Linked DNA regions of Mus musculus: all the other regions are linked to region 3. Evidence: chromatin contacts called from public HiChIP or PLAC-seq and promoter capture Hi-C data. All regions are on one chromosome and are shown on one strand. The core of a region is the stretch at or near the end of the contact, and the rest is flanking DNA. Distances in the headings are between cores, read along the strand shown.

Region 1 (2,700 bases), core at 46-2,545, 1.8 Mb after region 3:
AAACGCTCCCCTCCCTCGTGAGCTGGCTGGCACAATCGTCTTTAATGTTGACTGTGGGCATTATCAGCTTTCTCCTTTTGCCTTGAACCAAGAACTCCACCAACCTGGACCAACACAGTTCAAGAATCCCTTTTTGCCTATAGTTCATATATTCCTGGACCTGAAGCTCTGGTGATCTTACACACACATACACACACACACACACACACACACACACACACACACACACCGTGTCCTGTAAATTGGAGCAACTAAACCATAGCCAACTTCCTGATGAACAAGAGGAGGCTTTGTTTTCCCCACTGCTCCAGGAAAGAGTTTGGAGGCAAAGATAACTGACTCTGATTTTATTTGTGCATTGTTGCTGGTTTGTTTTTATTTGCTATTTATGGTGCTGAGAATCAAACCTGGAGCCTTGTGCATGCTAGTCAAGCATCTTATCTCTAAGCTACATCCCTAGCCCTTCGTTCTTCATTACAGTTATTTAAGGATGAGGGGAGTGTGCATGCACCAAATGACTATAGCAGTCAAAGGACAATGCACTGATTTCTCTACTTCCTGTGAACAGTGGGGATTGAAGTTAGATCATCAGCTCACTCGCCAGGCAGCCACTAGCCCTTCATTTTTGTTTTTCTTTCTTTGTTAAGAGAGAGAGAGAGAGAATTGAAGAGGAGAGGAAAGGAAGGGAGGGGAGGGGAGGGGAGGGGAGGGGAGGGGAGGGGAGGGGAGGGGAGGGGAGGGGAGGGGAGGGGAGGGGAGGGGAAACTCAAAGCCCTCTTCAGCCTCCAGTGCTGGCACACACCAGCACACCCAAAGTGAACGTCTTCTTAACTGAACTCTGCTTCCCTTGTGAGTGGCTAGGGAACTGGATGAATCTGTCAACAGTGCGAGGACAGGACAACTGTCCAGGCAGTAGCACTTCCATCTACTGTGCTGGCAATCACAAATGGGTGGAGAGAGGAAGCGCAGCTGTCAGCCTCTCTTTGTCAGCCTGCAGTGCCTCGGTTTTGCTCTAAACAGCCAAAAGGTACACGGAAATTCAAGTGAGAAAAAAGCTTAGAGAATGAAACCCCCCACAGTGGGGGAGGAGTCAAGCATACATACACACACACACACACACACACACACACACACACACATGCCAAGGTGTCAGTCATTTGTTCCTTTCTCTGGAGTGTGGTTTCTTTTGTTTGGCCAGTTTTACCTCCCACATTCCCGTAAAGACCTGGTCCAATCTGGTACTAAACTGACCAGCACCGCCTTCCTGCTCTTGATTTCCCAAGGGTGTTCTTGTGTAGGATTAAATTGTAGACACTACTCCACCTGAGCAGTTACAAGAAATCAGAAGCCTCTAACTGGTGACAATCCACACAGCCTTTAAGAACCAACAGACAGCCACAATGAAGCTTCTAGCCTCTCCCTTCCTTCTGTTGCTTCCAGTGATGCTCATGTCCATGGTCTTCAGCAGCCCGAACCCAGGTAAATACAATGAAATGATATTCTCTCTTCTCCTTCTCTCCCTCCCTTCCTCTTTATTTTGTCCGTCCTCCTCCCTTCTATTTTTCTCTCCCTTGAGACAGGCTCTTGATATGTAGTCAGGCTGACCGAAAACTTGGACTCTTCCGACCACAGTATCCTGGGTCCCAGTATTATAGGTGTGCCACCATGCCTGGCTCAAGATTAATTTCTACTTCACCAGAACCATGTGCACACCAAAGATTAATTTGATTTTGTGGGGAAGAAATGGGGTAGAAAACATGGCAAACCCAACAACAAGTGCATTAAAATACTCTTTTAGCAACAAGTTGGGGTAATTAAGTTAGTCTTTCTCAGTACCAGAATCCTCATTAGCAAAAAGAAAGGACCCTCTTTATCCCAAAGGACTCTGTAAACTTTAAGGCACATTCCCAACATGTCTGCAACTGTAGCTGGCAGCATACACACAAGTGTACACACAGCCCAGCCAAGATCCACTTCCCAGACCTTCCCAACCTCTCCTGGAAAAGTCACAGATTTTCTCAGGGCTCAACTGGGGGTGGGAGGCTTGTGGTGGAAGGCAAAGAAATGAGGAGTCCTATAACTTTAGAGTATGCCAAGTAAGCTCGTGATGATACAAACCAGGTCAGTCCTATTAGCAGGCAGTAGTCATGCAGACATTTTAGTCATCCCGGGCTTGGTTGAATGGTCTGTCCCTTTTGAAGCAGACTCGGTAGAGGTTCTGAATCTGTTCTAGTCTTCACCACAGCCAGTGTTTCCCAGCTCTTCACAGAGCCACCACACAGAAGCAAGATCATCTCTATCCATGTACCTTTCTCCTGTGGGTGAGGTACTCTGTGGCATACTCAGCATCATGTGATCCTAAATCCAGGATCACCTGCCTCTGGCAATGTCCAACTTCTTTCCTTTGTAGGGAAAGTTCTCTGAGTTCTTCAGTCCTGGGGCCCATAGTGGCCACTCTGGAAGGGAAGGCTTCTCTATCACTATATGGGCACCAGGGCTAGAGTCCTCCCCATGAACTCAAAGCTCTAGTCACAACACACCTTTCCAGTCCACTTTCTTTCATTCACAAAGATGCACTTATGCTCCAACCATACTAGGCTGCTGATCCCCAACAGGTCCTGTGTTTTCAAACCAGCTCAACTTTACTCACACATCTAATTCAAAGGCTAACACCTTTCCACTCCTCTGCTCTCCACGCTG
Region 2 (2,700 bases), core at 17-2,516, 1.5 Mb after region 3:
TCTTATCCTGAATTGATGCTTTTGGCCTGTCACGCCTATTCATTTATTGTGGGATGTTTGCGTGTGTCTAATAGAGAGTGTTTGTGGCTTTTGTTGGGAGTTAAGGCTATAGATGTCGGTGCACATTTGCGTTGTGCGTCTCGGTGTTATTTCACTAAGTTTTTGTCTTCTGAGCAAAGGGCGACAGGTGTATGGATTAACACAACCTGTCGTAATTACGGATTCTCGTGTGCGAATTGGTCAGAGTAGACACAGCAAGATTGAGGTTGAGCAACAACGGTTTAATGGATTCGAGATGGAAAGCCGCGAACTTCTGCAGCTATGCCCAGAGCGGGAAGGCTCTATGGTTGCGTGCAGAGTGGCTTGTCTAGCAACCATAGAGAAAGCGCCCTGGGAGGTTGTGCATCAAAGGGAGGGGTGCGATTTACCACACAACTTTTCTCCCGTTGTTAGCCTAGCCCCTGCTTTCAACCCTTCAGCGCTCTCCAGGACCAATTTTGTTGTTGTTGTTTCTCATAAAGGCAACTGGGTTTCTAACAAACGATGAGTAACAGATCCACTTGATTTTCATTCCGTATTATACCCTGCTGTACGGAGAACTTTGAGAGGCAAGCCTCTCAAGAATGGCCAATCTAGTTCGCTTTTTCTAAAGCGCTCAAGCTCTGGCAGTGGTGAAATATAACAGTAACTGCGATTGGCGAACAGGTTGTTTTGAAACCGCCCTAACGGCAAGGGGCGGGGCCTCGGTGAATTAATCTCCTTCCGGTTCCCGAAAGGCAACAGGAAAGACGAGGGTTGGCCGGCCTCTTCCCGCCGCATTTGATTGGTTGTGGTGGTTTTACCCGCTTGGCCTCCGCGAGGGGGCGTGAGATGAAGACCAGTTAGAATGTGTTTTACAGAGAGTCTGAGGGAAGCACGGCGCGGAGAGACTGGGCGGTTGTTCTGAGATCTGGCTGCTAATGGCTCCAAGTCGTTACTCCCTTTCCTTCATTTGACTGTACCGCAGCGGGCGCGCGAGCGCTACCCAATCAGCGCTTGCTCCGCCTCTCGCCTTTTCCCGCCCTCCACTCTGGCCGCGACTTCAACGTAGGCTAACGCTTCCTCTTAGGCAGCTCCTGAGCCCTCTAGTACCGTTCTTTTGAAAGCCACACTGTGATTGGCTTGGTTCCCGGGCCCGCGCCCGTTGCCCCATGCGCTGACCAATTGAGACTCGTTTTACATCGTACGGTCCGGGCAAGGGGGAGGAGGCGGCGGCGGCCATCTTGAGCCGCCGCCGCCATTGGAGTGGCCCCCCCTTTTCCCCCTTCGCCTCCTGACAGGCAAGGTTTAGGGGGGACAGAGCCCTGGGAGGCCGGGCCAGGCTCGGGGGCCGCCCCGGGGGCCCGGGCCATGGATGTGCGTCGCCTGAAGGTGAACGAACTTCGCGAGGAGCTGCAGCGCCGCGGCCTGGACACTCGCGGCCTGAAGGCCGAGCTTGCTGAGCGGCTGCTGGCGGCGCTAGAGGCCGAGGAGCCCGAAGACGAACGGGAGCTCGAGGCTGACGACGATCCGGGGTTACCTGGGCACAACAACGAGGAGGTCGAGACCGAGGGGGGCTCCGAGCTGGAGGGGACCGCGCAGCCACCGCCGCCCGGGCTGCAGCCGCACCCGGAGCCCGGCGGCTACTCGGGGCCGGACGGACATTGTGAGAGTGCGCGGGGCGGGGGACCGGGGAGCCTGGAGTCCGGGCCGAGGACGGGCTGTGGGACGCGGGAGCTCGACTCCACAGAGATCCAGGAGATGGTCTGAGGAGCCAGGGATCCTGCCACCTGCCGTTGTAAAGGATCTGCGGCCAGGGCCTCGGGGCAGCCTGAGGGCGGATCCTGGCCTTCGGTGCAAGGAAAACCGTGTGGAGGGGGATGGATTTTATTTTAAGGCGACCAGGGTCCTAGCGGGCGGGCGGGGAGGATTTTATATCCTGGGATTCGGAGACTGGAAACTGCTTTGGGGTTCTGTTTTGTGGCTTTGAGTTGGAAAAAGTCGGAAGAACTAGACGTTTTAGGGAAAGGGGTGTCGGGGGGCGGCGTCTTGGAAAATGAGAGATTCTAGCCGAGCGGTGAGCTGACAGCTTGGGGTAGCCATGCTAGTCCACCGTTTGGGCTGAGTCTCAAAAGCTGGATTTTCAGGTAGCGGAAGAATGGCCTAGGGTGCAGGTCAGGGAGAATTTTAAGGGTAGAAGATCTTTGATTTTCTTCACGGATGGGATAAGATCTGCTTAGTGCTGGGGGTGGACTGGCACTTTGGACCTACGGGTGTCCAAGGCTGGGAAGAGTCTCCCAAAACATGGACTGAACTCTCCAGTGTGTGCCAGGTGGCCTTTTAGGAGGTAATGAAAGACCAGCAGATTTGGAAACCCCTATCCCCAACTCCTACATTTCCTCGAGGTTACAGGGTCAACCTTGAGGGCAGGTACAACTTGTATGTTTGGTACTGGGAGGTCTAGGCTATCTAGTTGGCTTCCAGAGGAGATTTGGGATCTAAATGGTGACAAGAAAGGACAGAATCTTCTCATGGACAAAGAAACTAGAGGGCCTAGAATTGGAAGGACTCAGGTTAGTACTCTGTGGTTTCTGCTGAGTGGCCTTGCATTCTTAACTATGGGTAGTTTTTGAAACAGGAGTTGTGGGGAATGAGTTGGTAACTCTGGTGGGACCCTTGTGT
Region 3 (2,700 bases), core at 69-2,568:
GTACAGGAGTCTGAACAGTGAACGGCTGCCATCACATCCACGGTCACACACACACACACACACACACACACACCAGACATCACCACATCCAACCACAAGCATGCAGGCAGACAACGCAGGATACCTCATCCTTGCCAGCTGTAATGCAAGCACACACACAGCTACAGTCACACAAACACCAGATCACACTTCTAGCCACATCCCCAACCCTTACACACACACACACACACACACACACACACACAACCACACAAAGCCGCTGGTCACCACAGAGGCTACAGACAGGTTTCCACCCGTCTCTGGGGAGCCGCCCCCAGCCCAGGCTGAATCCTGGAGCCTGGGGGGCAAGGGAAAGCTGAGCATTGTCTCCGGGTGGGGCCTCTCTTAGACGCTGAGCAGCCCTAGGGACAAAAGGGGTGGCCTAGGAGACCAATGTCTTGAGACCCCTGACTAAGCATGGGGTGGAGGTGGGGTAGGGGAATGCCTGAAATTCTCCTTATTTTATTCACGCTGGGGTGGAGTTTCAGACACAGAGACCTTGTTCTGAGAAGGGGATTTGCCTGGGACACCGCCCAAGGGCTTGGGGGGACAGGCTGGATCCAGGACCCCAGGGAGTAGACAGTACTTGGAAACCGCCCCCCCATCCCCCAGAGCCTTAGCCTTGGCAGCTCTATCCAGGGACTTCATCTTCAAGACATCGCCCAGGGGGCTGTTGTGCTCAAAGAAACCCTCTAGCAGGGAAGAGTACTGATTTTGTCTGGAATCGGCTCAGTTAAGGCCTCAGCTTGATAAAGGGGACCGTATCCGGACCCTGAACGCCAAACCTTGCCCAGGGAGTTTTACCTAGAATTTATGTAGCCCTGTCCATGATTTGGGGGGAATCTGTATTCCAGGATCCCTATTTTCAGGGCCTTCGCAGAGATGGCCTGTGCTGGACCAGACCCCAGTCTGGCAGGTTTGGGATTGCCAGGAACCTGTTCCCGGACCCCCACCCAGGACCACCCTTTCCAGCCTTGGCATCTTCTCTCCATCCGGGCGCTGCTGCCGCCTCCCACCCTTCGCCACATCAGCAGCGGCGCCGCCCCCGGCCCGAGCCCCCCGAGCCCGCCCTTCTCACGCTGGCCGCCGCGCTGCGGGACATCCAGGGCCCGGGCGCCCCCGCCTCCCGCGGCCCCGGTTGGGCCCGGCTTCCCGAGTGCTGCTGCTGCTGTGGTGGCGGCGGCTCGGTCTGACGCGGGCCCGGCCCGGGGCCGGCGGCTGGTGCGGGATGCAAGCGCGCGAGCCAGCTCGGCTCCCGGGAGGATTCCGTTCCGGGGGCGGGGGAGCATCCCTCCCTCGGCGCCCCGCCCCGACCCCGCCCATTGGCCCGCCGCCTGCTGTATATGCAAAAGATAACCCCGCCCTCCCGCAGACCACGCCCCCACATAAACACTACCGGGTCTCCTCCCAAGCAAAGGCCGGCCCGCCCCGCCCCTTGGTCTGGCCTTGCGGGAACCTGCACGCATCCCTAGAGGAGTGCCTCTCAGGTTGAGGCGCAGGTTCTATTTGCTTCCATAACCCCTGACCTCAGATCCCCTATGGTTCTGCTTCTGAAGAATTGCTTTGGGAGGCGCCTCGTCCTCAAATCTTGCTTAACCCCACGGTTCTCCCAGCCCGGCGGGGGCGGGCAGAAGCGGTGACGAGGCACTTTTTGCAGGCGAGGGGAGGGGAGAGGAGGGGAAGGAAAAGAAACAGACCCTGGAGTCCTGGAGGGAGATCACTCTGGCTTGCGAGAAGTGGGCATTGGGTTAGACCAGGTCCTAGTTCTGGACTCAGCTGCACCCCTACCCCTGTCCTGTAGGTTTGGCAGAGCAGCTGTTAGGGGCATTAGGGCCCATTAGCAAAGGCGAGGTTGTCAGGAACAGGAGGGAGCCTGAAGCTGGGGGGTGGGGGGGGGGGCGAGTATGTGATAGAAGGGTACTTCTCAGCTGCCACAGCCCTTGGAGCAGGTGGTCAGCACGTGGGGGGGGGGGCGGAGGAGGTTCCCTGCAACAGATGGCCCTAGACAAGGGGGTGGGGTGGGGGGTCTGGCCATCTGCACCTGGAGCTGCCTGTGAGCTCCTCCCCCTTAGCACAGAGAGAAAAGAACTGGGGGCAGGGAAAGGGTGCCTTTATTCGGAGGAAAGGATCAGCACCCACCCCCACCCTCCAATACACAGGCTGGAACCCGGGAAGAAGGCAGCTGGTAGAGGAGCAAGGGAGGCAAAGGTGAGGACCGCCCCCAACAGCCACCATCTCCCCTGCAGATCCTGGAAGACCTGGGGCCGAGGGGCGTCTCCTTCACATGAGAGTGGACCCAAGGCTCACTTAGATGGTGGCAGGATTCTGCTGGCTCCTAGCCTCAGAATTCAAGGTTGCTCACTTAGGATCAGGGAGCTAACTCCAGGGGCCCAAAGATCCAAGGCAAGAAACTAGGTTCTGGAGACCAAGAAAGAGGAGGAGGGGACTGCCTGCTGTGGAGCTGGTATCCCTGGATGGAATCTGTCATGGTGGGGTCGGCAGGGAGGTCCCTAGTCAGGAGGCTGCTGGCAGCGGCAGTGTCTGGCGACTGGCCCAGTAGCGGTGGTAGGTATCTTGGAAGAGGTCCCGGCAGGCGATGTGGGCGTGGAGACGGGCACAGGCTAAGAAAGCCCCAGCTAGCTTGCGGTGTAGAGCATAGGT
Region 4 (2,700 bases), core at 82-2,581, 1.6 Mb after region 3:
TCCCCTTCCTCCAGCCAGTTTCCTCTGAGGGTAATTTCCTCCCGGTGACCCCTGCACTCCGGCGCCCCCTGGGGGCTCCCTCCTGGCTCCCCGGCCCCTCGGAGCTCACCGTTGTTGCGGTCCACCATTAGCACGCGGGTGACCTCTTTAGCATAGTAGTCCGCTTCGGGCTCCGGCTCTGGGTCGGCGCTCTCGCCTGCCACCCGGTCGCGGGTGCTGTTGTACAAAGCGAGCACCGCCTCGGGCAGCGGGCCGGGCGGTACCTCCCCCTGGCTTGGGGGACTGGCGAGCCTTAGTTTGGACAGGATCTGGCCACGGATGGCTTCGATGCGCTTCCGTTTCACCAGCTCCATGTCGATGGTCTTGCAGGTGGAGAGTCCCGCGGCTGGCCTCCCGGGCGTCAGCACTAGAAGCCACGGGAGTGGGAGCAGAAGCGGCAGTAGCCGCAGCCCCGAGGGCGGCATGGGGGAGGCGGCGCCCCACGGCACTTCGGAGAGCGGGAACCCTCGGCAAAGGTGGGATGCGGAGGCCCCGCCCCTGCAGGGCTTGTGGGGTGGGGTCTCCCAAGGAAAGGTAGGTGATAGTCCTGAATAATTTGAGGTTGAGGGAGAAAGCAGCAGGAGTCGCGGTGAGGCTCTGACACCAAGGTGTCTCAGTATACCACCAGGGTAAAAATCGAGATGAGCGCTCTCTGAGATCCAAAAGTGGGTGTTCTTAAATAGGGGAGCTACTGCCAGCAGGTCCGAGGGAGATCTGCCTCTCGGGGGAGAGAGGGTCCTGGGATGCGAGGGACTCAAGAGGCAGGCTGGGGGGAGGGCGGCGTGCAAGGGGTGCGCCCCAGCTTTGGGGTGAAGTCTTCGCGGGAGGCGGGGTTTGTGGCTCCCGAGGGCTGGTCCGGAATAGGGGCGTCTGAGGAACGCCGGGTAGCGATCGAGTGTCCACGACGGTGAGCAGGGCTGTCTGGAGTCCTCAGGTCCTGCCTCCTTGCGAGACAGCGCAGTGCCAAGAAGTCCCCACGTCTCTGACTTGCAGTAGCAGCGGAAAAGTCTCAAAACTTTTTTCCTCTTCTCTCAACCAGCTCGTCCCTCCTCCCACTCCTCCTCCCCCTCCTCCCTGCGGCGGCGGCTGGTCTCAGACTCTGGGGCCTCGGACGGCTCCTCGGCTGCTCCTTTGCCGGCTCCCAGCGGAGGCCGACTCCGAGTGCGGCTCAGAGCCGGGGGTGCCCCGAAGGGGCGTCCCCCCTGCCCCGGCCGGGGGCCTGGCTGTCTGGAGGATCCGCGGCGGGAGGAGGAGGGGGACGGCCTGGGGCGCGAAGGGCGGCGGCGGCGGCGGGACCGGCTGGGGCGGCGGGGGTTTTGAAGCCGCCCCGGCCCCACCCAGGAAGCGCGCGCGGGGCGGGGGCAGCCCCAGGGGGAGGGCATGGGGGGGCACTGTCTTCATCTTAGCGTGGGCGGGCTCCAAGGGGGGTCCCTTCAGCCCTGCGGGGAGGGGGCGGGCACCCCGGCCTCGCCCCACCTCCAGGGTGCTGCCTCCTGGCGGCGGAGCACTACTAAAGCCGGTGACCAACCAAAGCGCCCCGGTGGATTTGGGAGTTGTTGAAGGGTCAAAGGAAAAATTGGGACTTCGTGAGAAAACAGAGTCCTGTATTAGAAGTGGGGACCTAGGCGGTGGAGAGCGAAAGGCAGGGGCAGACTTTGCGGATGAGAGTGTCAAGGAGAGTGAAATAAGGAGACCGACGTCTGAGAGCTTTAGCGGATACAAGGAGGCACCTTACCCATGAGAAATACACGCTTTTATTAAGTGCCCCCGACAGTCCAAACAGTGGGCCCTGCTCATGTCCCTCCAACCCACAGCCCTTTCTACCCCGTAGTTCAGTGGAGCATGGGCCACAGGGGAGTTCCTGGCCTTGCAGTCCATGGCATAGGGGCCATGACTTGGGGGTGATCAGGACTGACAGTCTCCAGAGTCCACGTGCCTGCTTCACTGCTGTGCCATTATGTGCTCAGTGGATGATGGCGATTAGTAGCAATGAAGTCCCTCAACACTCCACTCCATAGCGATCGAAGTGGCGCAGCAGCAGGCCGATACCAAGGTGCACTGTGCCACCCGCGGCCGTGTGCAGGCGGTAGCGGTCAGCCCCGCTGTAGATGGTATCTGCGTGCAGCAGCTGTGGCCCACCACCCACGAAAGCCCGTGCTAGCTGCTCCCTCCAACTGCCCAGGGGCCTCCATGTAGGGCAGTCCAGCTGATGAGTGCCTGGGCTGCTAGGCACATGGCAAAAGCCATAGCCAGCAAGCTGGCAGCGGCCAAAGCTGTCCTGGGACCACACCTGGAGATGGAGTCGAGGCCAACCTGCGGGAGGAGAGGCGTTAGAGAAAAGGACAAAGGGGCAGAACCCTGCTCCCGGGTTCCCAGCATTGAAACCACTGGAGACCTCGCACAGTACTTTTACCTTGGATTATTGCCTGAATTTCCTCTCTGGGTTCTCATCTCCCACTCACTCCACATAGTAGTCACAGGAATCTAGAGCAATCCACATTACCCTCTTGCTCAAAACCCTCCCATGACTCCCCTGGGCCACAGAACAAAGTCCAACCTCTCAAGTCAAGTCTGGCCTCGTCTGACCTCCCTTTGTGGTCTCTTCACTCTCCCAGGCCCCCAGGTCAGCACCTCAGCTTAGACCCCTTCCGCCCTCCTCCT
Region 5 (2,700 bases), core at 83-2,582, 1.5 Mb after region 3:
CCCAGCACTTGGGAGGCAGAGGCAGGTGGATTTCTGAGTTCCAGGACAGCCAGGGCTATACAGAGAATCCCTGTCTGGGGGAGGGGGGAAGGGGAGGAGAGACACTTGTCAAGTTGCTCTAGGAGAAGGTAAGGAGGGGTCCTTGTCCCTAGCCTGGGAAATGCTGCTCTTGGCATATGTGTGTTGGGCAGCATCGCCCTCTGCTGGCCATTCCTGGTGATGCAGCTGGGTTTTTACCAGGCCATTCCCCAAATGTCGGGAATGCTTACCAAGTTCTAACTCTTCCAAACCTGTTTCAAGATTAATGCACCACCTTCCTCGTTGTGATCTCCAGTTCCTTTCCTTGGTTCCCTACCCCAAACCTTATGGGTTCCAAACACCTCATAGGGCTACGAAGCCCTTTATGATCTGACACTGACACGTGGCCTCCATTTTTTTTTTTGAGTCTGGGTTCTCTGGCTGCCCTGGAACTCGCTCTGTAGACCTGGCTGGCCTCGAACTCAGAAATCTGCCTGTCTCTGCCTCCCAAGTGCTAGGATTAAAGGTGTGCACCACCACTGCCCAGCTTCCAATAATCTTTTATTTTTTGCTTTCTTGAGAAAAACTTGCCATGTAACCCTGGCCGGCCTTATTCAAGACAAGATTTCGTCAAACCCTCAGTGATATCCCTGCCTCTGTCTCCTGAGTGCTGTATGCTCTGCATAGTAAACAGTTAACAGCACCCAGAAGTACCTTTGTCAGCAAAACTGCCTGAAGTACTTCCTAACTCCTGCCCATGCCTTTCAGGTCTCATCTGGGGGCTTTATCCCTGCCAGAAAGTCTCTGACCCTGCCTGTGGTGAGCAGGTCCTTCCCTTTTACACAGCGAATTCCTCATATCTGCAGGTTTCCTTCTTGTTTGGAAACACAAAGGTTCTCCCCCCAATTTAATCTCATGCCAGCCCTACAGGCTGGATGTGATGATAGAAGGAAGTCAAATCTACAGAGAGCACAAAGTTGGATGAGATGGTTCGGCGGTTAAAGATGCTTGCTGCCAACCTTGACTGAATTTTATCCACACTCCCATAAGTTGTCTTCTGACCGCATAAGTATTTTTAAGAGGACTCGAGGGTCTATGCGATAGGGCCAATACAACCACTCCAAATATTAACACACGAGGACCTCAAGTTAGAGTAGCGATCAAATGACACACGGTCCCCGCTGACTTTCCCATTTGATAGGTTTAAGATCCATCAGCGGGGCTACGCATGCGCATAAGAGAAGGCCCGCCTTTGACCCGGAACTTTGATGCTTGGGTGCCGCATAAAGACGCTTGCGTAACCGGAAGTACCTGCGGGTACCTAGGGTCCAGCCTGGCTTCCGGAGCCCGCTGTGGCGGTTACTGTGTTGAAGAGACCTGTTATGGAGGCGGTGGCAGCTGCAGAGGTGACGGAGAGGAAGCCGGATAATGGTGAGACGTTTGCCAGGCTCAGGTGACCGGAGGGTGCTCTTGCGGTGTGACCAGGAAATGGTTCCGGCAAGCGCTGAGGACTCTAGGAAGTCTGACCGCCGCTTACTGGCACTTTCAACACTTGGTCCACCTTGTGGGTCTGGTTATTCGGCCTTGTAGCAGGTTGACGTTTCCCTTCTTCTTTGAAATGAACCCCTTTCCATGTCCTAGGCTAACCCACTTTTTTTTTTACCATGCCAACGCTTCAAGCAAATAACAACTCTCCTGCAGATTCTTCCAGTCTCAGACCAACCTTTCTCAAGTTAACATCATTTCTGTGCCAACCTGAGTTTCTCCGTATCCCAAGCTAGCTCTCCTCTTGTCCCATGAAAGCTCACATCAAACCAACAGCCCCCATTGCATTCTAACCCTTCCTGACCCCAACGTCTGCCTCTTTAGGTCCTAAAGTTCTCATTCCGCCCCTTTAGGTCCTTTCTCCCTCGCACCTTCAATGCCTTTTACTTTGCTACTGACTTCCTACAAGTATTGGCTTGGGGGGGCGGGGGCGGGGGCTTTTGTTTTGTTTTGTTTTGGGGTTTTGTTCACAGCCTTTTATTATTGCCAAGGTCAGCCTCCAAATTGCTGTCCTCCAATCCCAGGTCCCAAGGTACTGAGTTTACAGCCCTGTGCCACCACGCCTGTCTTTAATGTTTCATAGTAGTCTGATGTGCGATGACAACTTGGAACTGGGAGTTACTGAAGCTGAATAGCAGATTATGAATGTAGAGGCAGAGGTGTGTTCTAGTGTGTGTTTCAATCTTTGATAATCTCCAATTGTGGTGATTTATATCTGTAACCCCAGCACTTGGGAGACTGAGGCAGGAGATTACCCTTAAGTTTGAAGACATCCTAAACTACATAGTGAGTTCCAGACTACAAAGTCAAACCCTGTACTATGAGGCCCTGCTTCAAAGTATATATATTAACATTTTCTGTAACAAAATTGTATGTATCTTTTAAACTTTCTGGTGCTGGGCCTCAAGCCTTACAAATGCCAATCACATTTGCTACCATGAAGCCATAAAAGAGAATCTGGGGCAAGATGTGGTGAAATGGGCCTATAGTCAGGAGCCTAGAAGGTTCAAAGCCAGGGATTAAGGCCGTAGCTTATTAGTGGGATGTTTGCATAGCATGCCTGAGGCCCTGGGTTCAATCCCCAGCACCATCTAAACTGTGTGTGGTAGAGCAGGCCTGTCCTCCTAGCACTGCCAA
Region 6 (2,700 bases), core at 142-2,641, 1.6 Mb after region 3:
CTGTGCTTCCTGAGTCTTTTAAATCCTTCTGATACCACTCCCGCCCTAATATGGGGGTGTAGCTCAGGACTAGAGTCTCTGTTTAATATTCATAAGGCACCGTGGTCAGTCCCCAGCATGTCCACGTCCTCAATCCTTAACCTTTGGGATTCAAAACATTTCTCCAAAGTCTTCCATTTAACCAACCATAAATTCATTCTTGAATGCAGCCAGTCTTGGTTTTCTCAGGTTCTTCTAATTTCCCACCAAGTCCTTATTTTTTTTTCCCAAACTACCATTATACTTTCATTTCTCACCAGTTCACTCCTGGGGGTTGGGGTGGTGGTGGTGGAATACGTACGTGCATAGTGTGCATTCAAATGTGTAGGTGTCCTTGCACGAATGTGCCCATGTATGGAGGCCAGCTGTCTTCCTCAATTGCCCCTGGCTTTATAGATCAAGGCAGGGTCTCTCACTTGTACCTGCAGCACCCCAACTCAGGTAGCCCAGCCAGTGGGTTTGCTTGAGGAATCAACTGTCTTTACCTCCAGAGTGCTGGGATTCCAGGTGAGCAGACATGCCCCGCTTCTACCAACTCTGGCCTTCATGCCTCAAGCACATGTGCTTCAATAATGAACCATTTCCCCAGCCCAAATTTTACCCAGTTCTCCCTAGGATTTTGCCAAATGGCTGATTTCTTTGCCATCCTGTCCACGTAACCTTCACCTTTACAGGTAGCGCTGGAAATGGAACCCACGGCAATGAGTACCAACAAAATACTCTACTACTAAATACATTCTCCAGGTTAACGAAGCTCTAGGAATCCCCCTCAGGTTCTTCCTCGGACCTCCAAATTAACTTCCTGGCTCCCGCCTGCACACCCTGTTCTTTGATTTTTGTTTGTTTCCTATTAAGGTTTAGTTATTTATTTACAGGCAGGATTTTACGTTGCCCTGCCTGCCCTCCAACTTGATACACAAAAGGATAACCTTGAACTCCTGATCCTGCTGCCTCCACCTCCCAAATACTGGGATTACAAGATCCTTAAATTCCCCCCAGGAATTTCGCGCAAAAGCATCATTAGTTCTACATCACCTCCAAACCCTTATCCCGTCCTTTCCCCCCAGGAAGAGCTGTCCTACTCCGCTGATTGGCTAAGCCACCCTCATCCCATTGGTTTCTCTATCAAGCGACTCGAGACTCTCTGTGGCCCTCGGCAGCCCCAGACGGCGTCTCCCGAGCGAGGTCCGGCAGGAGACGCTCTGTTTCCGCAGACTTTTGTTTCCCAGGAGGCTGAGAGAGGTCTCGAGAACCGAGCTACAAAGTGAACCATAGTTCCGGGACGCGGACGCTGCGGTCACCTACCGCTCTGGGCGCCGCCATCTTGCCAGGTAACGTAAACAGAAGAGGCAGGACGTTCCCTCCTAACACGTGGTTCAGACACCAAGGGCCACGCGTGTGGCCACGCCCCCTTCTGTTTTAGCCCGCCTTTTAAAGGCGCGCGTGCGGAGGAGACGGTCTTTCCTGTAAAGGATCTACTCCTCCCACTCCACCCCACCCCCGAGTGCGGTCGCAATTCTCTTGCGTTCATTGGTTTTTCAGTTTACACCCGATATCTCTACAGCAGAATCAGTACGACTGATTATGATTTTTTATTTATTGTTATTGTGCGTATACACGCGTGACATTCCGCGGCGCAGGTGTAGAGATGAGCCGAGTCTGGGTCCAGGAAGCGAACTGAGATCCACTGGCTTGCACAGCAAGCACCTTTACCCACGGAGCTACTTTGCTACCCTATTATTAGGTTTTTAAATTTTATTTTCTCTGTGTGTGCATGTAGCTCTACACCACGTGTGTTCAATGCCTTGGAGACCAGACGAGGACGCTGGATCCCTGGAATTGGAGTTGGCAGCCCCCGTGTGTGTGTGCTGAGAATTGAACCCAGATCTTCTGAAGGAGTAGTCAGTGCTCTTAACTGCCACTGAGACGTCTCTCCTCAGCGATGAGGTAGAGGCAGATTAGACTTGAGTATAAGAGACTATCTTTAGTTTGGAGTTCACATCTATACTTATTAAGAGAGTTATTACTTTTACATAAAGTCTCTCATGTATGGTATATTTGCCATGAACTTTTTTCAATTAAAAGCGTATATTTATCATTAATGTGTGTATGTGTTTTATGTATATGAGTGCAGGCACACTTGTGCTGTGGACAGAAGTTTATGAGGTGCTGGGGACTAAACCTCAGACCTCCTTCATGCTAGGCTAGCTCTTTACCAACTGAGCCACATCCACAGCCCTCAGTGTGAACTCTTGGTGGATTCTCTTCATTCATTCATTCATTCATGTTTGCTGAGCACTCGCAGTGGGTGCTGGGGTCGCACTAACAGCCCTTTTCTTAGGTAGTCATCATTCTAGGTAGAAAGACAATAGGTAAGAAATGAACACAAAATTAAAACTAGTGTTTGATAAAAAAAAGTAGGTAAAAACGGGCAATATATTAGGGTGTGGCGGGGTATAGGGCAGCAGTGAAGGTCTGTAGAGCAGGTGCATTTAACTGCAATGAGTGACAGGAGAGTCACCTACCCCAAGGCTTGGATAAAGGTGTTCAGGCAGAGGTAACAGCCTGTACAAAAAGCCTGAGGTCTTTGTCAGCTTGCAGAGAGGTGGAGACTTGACCAGAGTTGGGCAGTAGTGCTGGCTGCCTGGCTGCCCAGCAGGG
Region 7 (2,700 bases), core at 146-2,645, 1.6 Mb after region 3:
ATGTATCATCTGCCACAGTAATTATATTTAAACCAGTGGTGGTGATGTGTCTGTCTCAAAGGGTATTTATGCAAATAAACACCTTAGCCTCAACCGGTGATGTATGGATCTAGAAGTGTTTTTTAAGAAATCTAGTCAAAGCCAGGCGTGGTGGCGCACGCCTTTAATCCCAGCACTCGGGAGGCAGAAGCAGGCGGATTTCTGAGTTCAAGGCCAGCCTGGTCTACAAAGTGAGTTCAACAACAAAGTGAAAACAACAACAACAACAACAACAACAAAAACCCAAGAAATCTAGTCAAGGGGAGCTGGAGAGATGGCTCAGTGGTTATGAGCACTGACTGCTCTTCCAAAGGTCCTGAGTTGAATTCCCAGCAACCACATGGTGGCTCACAGCCATCTGTAACGGGATCTGATGCCCTCTTCTGGTGTGTCTGAAGACAGCTACAGTGCTCTTATATAAATAAAATAAGTCTTGAAAGAAAGATAAAAGAAAGAAAGAAATCTAGAGAAGGGTAATATCTGCCTTGGTGAAATACCTATTCTGGGATAGTCACTCTTATGAGAGTGGTCTTGCTCTCGATCTCCTCTGAGAGGGATTTACCAGGCTGGCCAACTCATTTCTTCTCGAGACGGGAGGTGGGTATACTCAACATCTAGAAATAAGTTCAAGGAGGCGGGCGTACTTGGTTACATACTACACAGTAACCGCTCTTCAAAAACCCTTCTTCGGTGAGGATGGCGCGCGCTGAGTTAAACTTGGTGAGGCTCGTACCTTGAAGAAAAGAAGCAGATCCATCCGGCCGGGACAGCAGGTTTTGCTCACAAGCAAAGTGCCGGAGACTGCAGACTGGACTTCGGGGGCTGGACTCTGTTCCGGTGTCAGTGAGTAAATTGGCGTCTGCACGCTTTGCGCCCTCCATAGCCGCTGACCACGCGCGCTGCGGCTCCCACCGTAGCTTCCGCTTAGCGGCGCGCGCAGTTCTACCGGCCGCGTACCTATTGCGCATGCGCCCGTCTAGGGCACGCCCGAGTTGGCCCTAGCACGTGGCTCAGCGTTTACTAACAATCTGGTCCCGCCCACCTCCACCTCCCAATTCTGGCATAGCCATTGGACAACAGGGAACAGGGGGAGGGACTTGGAGAGGGCCCATTTTGCTCAGGGCTCCGGGTCCTGAACCCTGAAGGTTCAAGTTAAGTTGTCCTTTTAGTTGCCTGAATTAGGAGCAACTAGAAGCAGACGACCGGAGCAATTTTAGAGACTAAAAATTGCCACCTTACTCATTTATGCGTCTTTGTCGCAAGGTGGTTAGAAGCAGATAGCGTGTTGGCCTAGCGGTGCTGCTATTTGAATAAGGCATCTGGTGGGACAGCCGTATGTCTATCCTGTGAGAAAGGAGGAGTGGTTATTAGCCAAGATGGCGATAGTGATGTCTGCGGCCAAGATCTGGAGGCCGAGCCGTGGCCTGCGCCAGGCTGCTCTTCTCCTGTTGGGACGATCTGGGGTTCGGGGCTTGGCTAGATCTGTGAGTATCTGAGCCCCACGGGGTCTTTCTTAGGGAGAAATAGAGACGTAAAAGTTATTCTTACATTGTGTGAGACACCGCGGGCTGTGAAGGAAAGAAAGAAAAGGTCCGAGAAACTTCTTGAAGAGAAATTCAAGGGAAGAATCCCTTTAGAGGAAAAGCAAGGCAGCTACTTGTGGGCCTCGATAGAAGGAGACGAGACGGGGGTTGAAAGGACAGATCAGGTTTTCATAGGGTCCTACATTGCTTAAATTCCAACTGTAAAGGGAGTTGAGCAAGAAACTGGTTTGATTCCTATGCCACCTGATCAAAAGGCAAGGCAAGGGACTTTGCCATGACTGTCCTTTACACAAGATGATTATGAAGGGAGACAAAGAGAGCTACAAGTTCAAACAGGACCCTTTGCCCACGTTATTTTTTTGAGACAGGATCTCACCCACGAGTCCGGAATGGCCTTTAGCTCACCCAGATGCTTAGACAGGCATCGAACTGGAGATAGTCCTGTCCCAGCCTCCCAAGTACTGGCATTACAGATGTAAGCTACGGTGCTTGGCTGCCCACTTTTCTTGAAAACACTGGAGAAAACTCGGAATTCCCTTTTGATCCATTGTTGATAAGGGCAGGATAACACTTCCAAAATCTGTTGCGGTCTGGCAATGTACCACCACAGTGTAGAATGCTTGCCTAGCACGCGCCACGTCCAGAGTTTGGCTCCTAGCCCTGTGTGTTTGTTTATCTGGATATGGCGACACATGTCTGTAATTTCAGCGCTTGGGAAGTAGGAGAGGAGGCATTTGAGGCCAGGTTGAGTTACGTGAGACCCTATCTCAAAAAAAAAAAAAAAAGATTTTTAAAAATGGTTTACTTATTTTTATTTCACGTGCATTGTTGTTTGGTCTGCATGAAGATGTTGGATTCTGTAGAACTTGAGTTGCGTACATACAGACAGTTTTGGACTGCCATATGGGTCCTGGGAATTGAACCCAATTCCTCTGGAAGAGCAGCCAGTGCTCTTAGTCACTGAGCCATCTCCCTGCACCCCCCAAAAGATTCTTTTTAAAAAGAATAGGACCTGGTGTGGTGATGTATGCTTTTGATTCCAGCACTTAGGCAAACAGATCTCTGTGAGTACCAGGCCAGGGCTACATTGTGAAACTGTGTCTTTTTCTCTTTTTCA

Evidence for each region. Promoter capture Hi-C pulls out the DNA fragments that hold promoters and counts their contacts. HiChIP or PLAC-seq counts read pairs in DNA pulled down with a chosen protein or histone mark.
Region 1: a contact with region 3 is called in a promoter capture Hi-C map of liver, with 4 times the contacts expected there. The contact joins the promoter of Cxcl17 here to the promoter of Numbl in region 3. A contact is called at or near these places in 3 of 39 promoter capture datasets (cranial neural crest, liver and maxillary cranial neural crest).
Region 2: a contact with region 3 is called in an H3K27ac HiChIP or PLAC-seq map of embryonic stem cells, with 5 times the contacts expected there. The contact joins the promoter of Hnrnpul1 here to the promoter of Numbl in region 3. A contact is called at or near these places in 8 of 39 promoter capture datasets (cranial neural crest, embryonic stem cells, frontonasal cranial neural crest and 3 more), 1 of 15 datasets of contacts at CTCF or cohesin (large pre-B cells), 1 of 484 Hi-C or Micro-C datasets (B cells), 20 of 115 datasets of contacts at active chromatin or transcription factors (acute myeloid leukemia, astrocytes, bone marrow-derived dendritic cells and 13 more) and 2 of 9 other capture datasets (embryonic stem cells and liver).
Region 4: a promoter capture Hi-C map of stem cell-derived epiblast-like cells shows a contact between it and region 3, with 4 times the contacts expected there. The contact joins the promoter of Tgfb1 here to the promoter of Numbl in region 3. A contact is called at or near these places in 6 of 39 promoter capture datasets (cranial neural crest, embryonic stem cells, hippocampal neurons and 3 more), 6 of 115 datasets of contacts at active chromatin or transcription factors (acute myeloid leukemia, astrocytes, embryonic forebrain and 3 more) and 1 of 9 other capture datasets (embryonic stem cells).
Region 5: a promoter capture Hi-C map of embryonic stem cells shows a contact between it and region 3. The contact joins the promoter of Ccdc97 here to the promoter of Numbl in region 3. A contact is called at or near these places in 5 of 39 promoter capture datasets (the 3T3-L1 cell line, cranial neural crest, embryonic stem cells and 2 more), 5 of 115 datasets of contacts at active chromatin or transcription factors (astrocytes, fibro-adipogenic progenitors, large pre-B cells and 2 more) and 1 of 9 other capture datasets (embryonic stem cells).
Region 6: a promoter capture Hi-C map of embryonic stem cells shows a contact between it and region 3. The contact joins the promoter of Dmac2 here to the promoter of Numbl in region 3. A contact is called at or near these places in 3 of 39 promoter capture datasets (embryonic stem cells and liver) and 1 of 115 datasets of contacts at active chromatin or transcription factors (kidney).
Region 7: a promoter capture Hi-C map of embryonic stem cells shows a contact between it and region 3, with 3 times the contacts expected there. The contact joins the promoter of Bckdha here to the promoter of Numbl in region 3. A contact is called at or near these places in 2 of 39 promoter capture datasets (both in embryonic stem cells) and 4 of 115 datasets of contacts at active chromatin or transcription factors (embryonic stem cells and large pre-B cells).

Annotation. Positions count from the first base shown.
Region 1 is chr7:25,411,481-25,414,180 of GRCm38.p6, reverse strand. Cxcl17 (chemokine (C-X-C motif) ligand 17) reads left to right here and starts at 1,295. Exons shown (of 4, transcript NM_153576.2): 1 at 1,295-1,479. The coding sequence starts at 1,401. All of the region lies in intron 3 of 4732471J01Rik (RIKEN cDNA 4732471J01 gene), which reads right to left.
Region 2 is chr7:25,753,325-25,756,024 of GRCm38.p6, reverse strand. It overlaps Hnrnpul1 (heterogeneous nuclear ribonucleoprotein U-like 1), which reads left to right and starts at 1,266. Exons shown (of 15, transcript NM_144922.3): 1 at 1,266-1,684. The coding sequence starts at 1,390.
Region 3 is chr7:27,257,379-27,260,078 of GRCm38.p6, reverse strand. It overlaps Numbl (numb-like), which reads right to left and starts at 1,318. Exons shown (of 10, transcript NM_010950.2): 1 at 1,118-1,318. The coding sequence starts at 1,141. It overlaps Coq8b (coenzyme Q8B), which reads right to left. Exons shown (of 15, transcript NM_133770.2): 15 at 2,130-2,700. The coding sequence ends at 2,554.
Region 4 is chr7:25,685,633-25,688,332 of GRCm38.p6, reverse strand. Tgfb1 (transforming growth factor, beta 1) reads right to left here and starts at 1,331. Exons shown (of 7, transcript NM_011577.2): 1 at 110-1,331. The coding sequence starts at 464. It overlaps B9d2 (B9 protein domain 2), which reads right to left. Exons shown (of 4, transcript NM_001362154.1): 4 at 1,771-2,352. The coding sequence ends at 2,039.
Region 5 is chr7:25,717,667-25,720,366 of GRCm38.p6, reverse strand. Ccdc97 (coiled-coil domain containing 97) reads left to right here and starts at 1,332. Exons shown (of 5, transcript NM_028771.3): 1 at 1,332-1,449. The coding sequence starts at 1,401.
Region 6 is chr7:25,618,105-25,620,804 of GRCm38.p6, reverse strand. It overlaps Dmac2 (distal membrane arm assembly complex 2), which reads right to left and starts at 1,391. Exons shown (of 6, transcript NM_001290487.1): 1 at 1,345-1,391. The coding sequence starts at 1,362. Gm38969 (a long non-coding RNA gene) reads left to right here and starts at 1,144. Exons shown (of 2, transcript XR_881901.3): 1 at 1,144-1,370; 2 at 1,820-2,137.
Region 7 is chr7:25,657,456-25,660,155 of GRCm38.p6, reverse strand. It overlaps Bckdha (branched chain ketoacid dehydrogenase E1, alpha polypeptide), which reads left to right and starts at 1,395. Exons shown (of 9, transcript NM_007533.5): 1 at 1,395-1,523. The coding sequence starts at 1,416. It overlaps Exosc5 (exosome component 5), which reads right to left and starts at 1,003. Exons shown (of 6, transcript NM_138586.3): 1 at 773-1,003. The coding sequence starts at 920.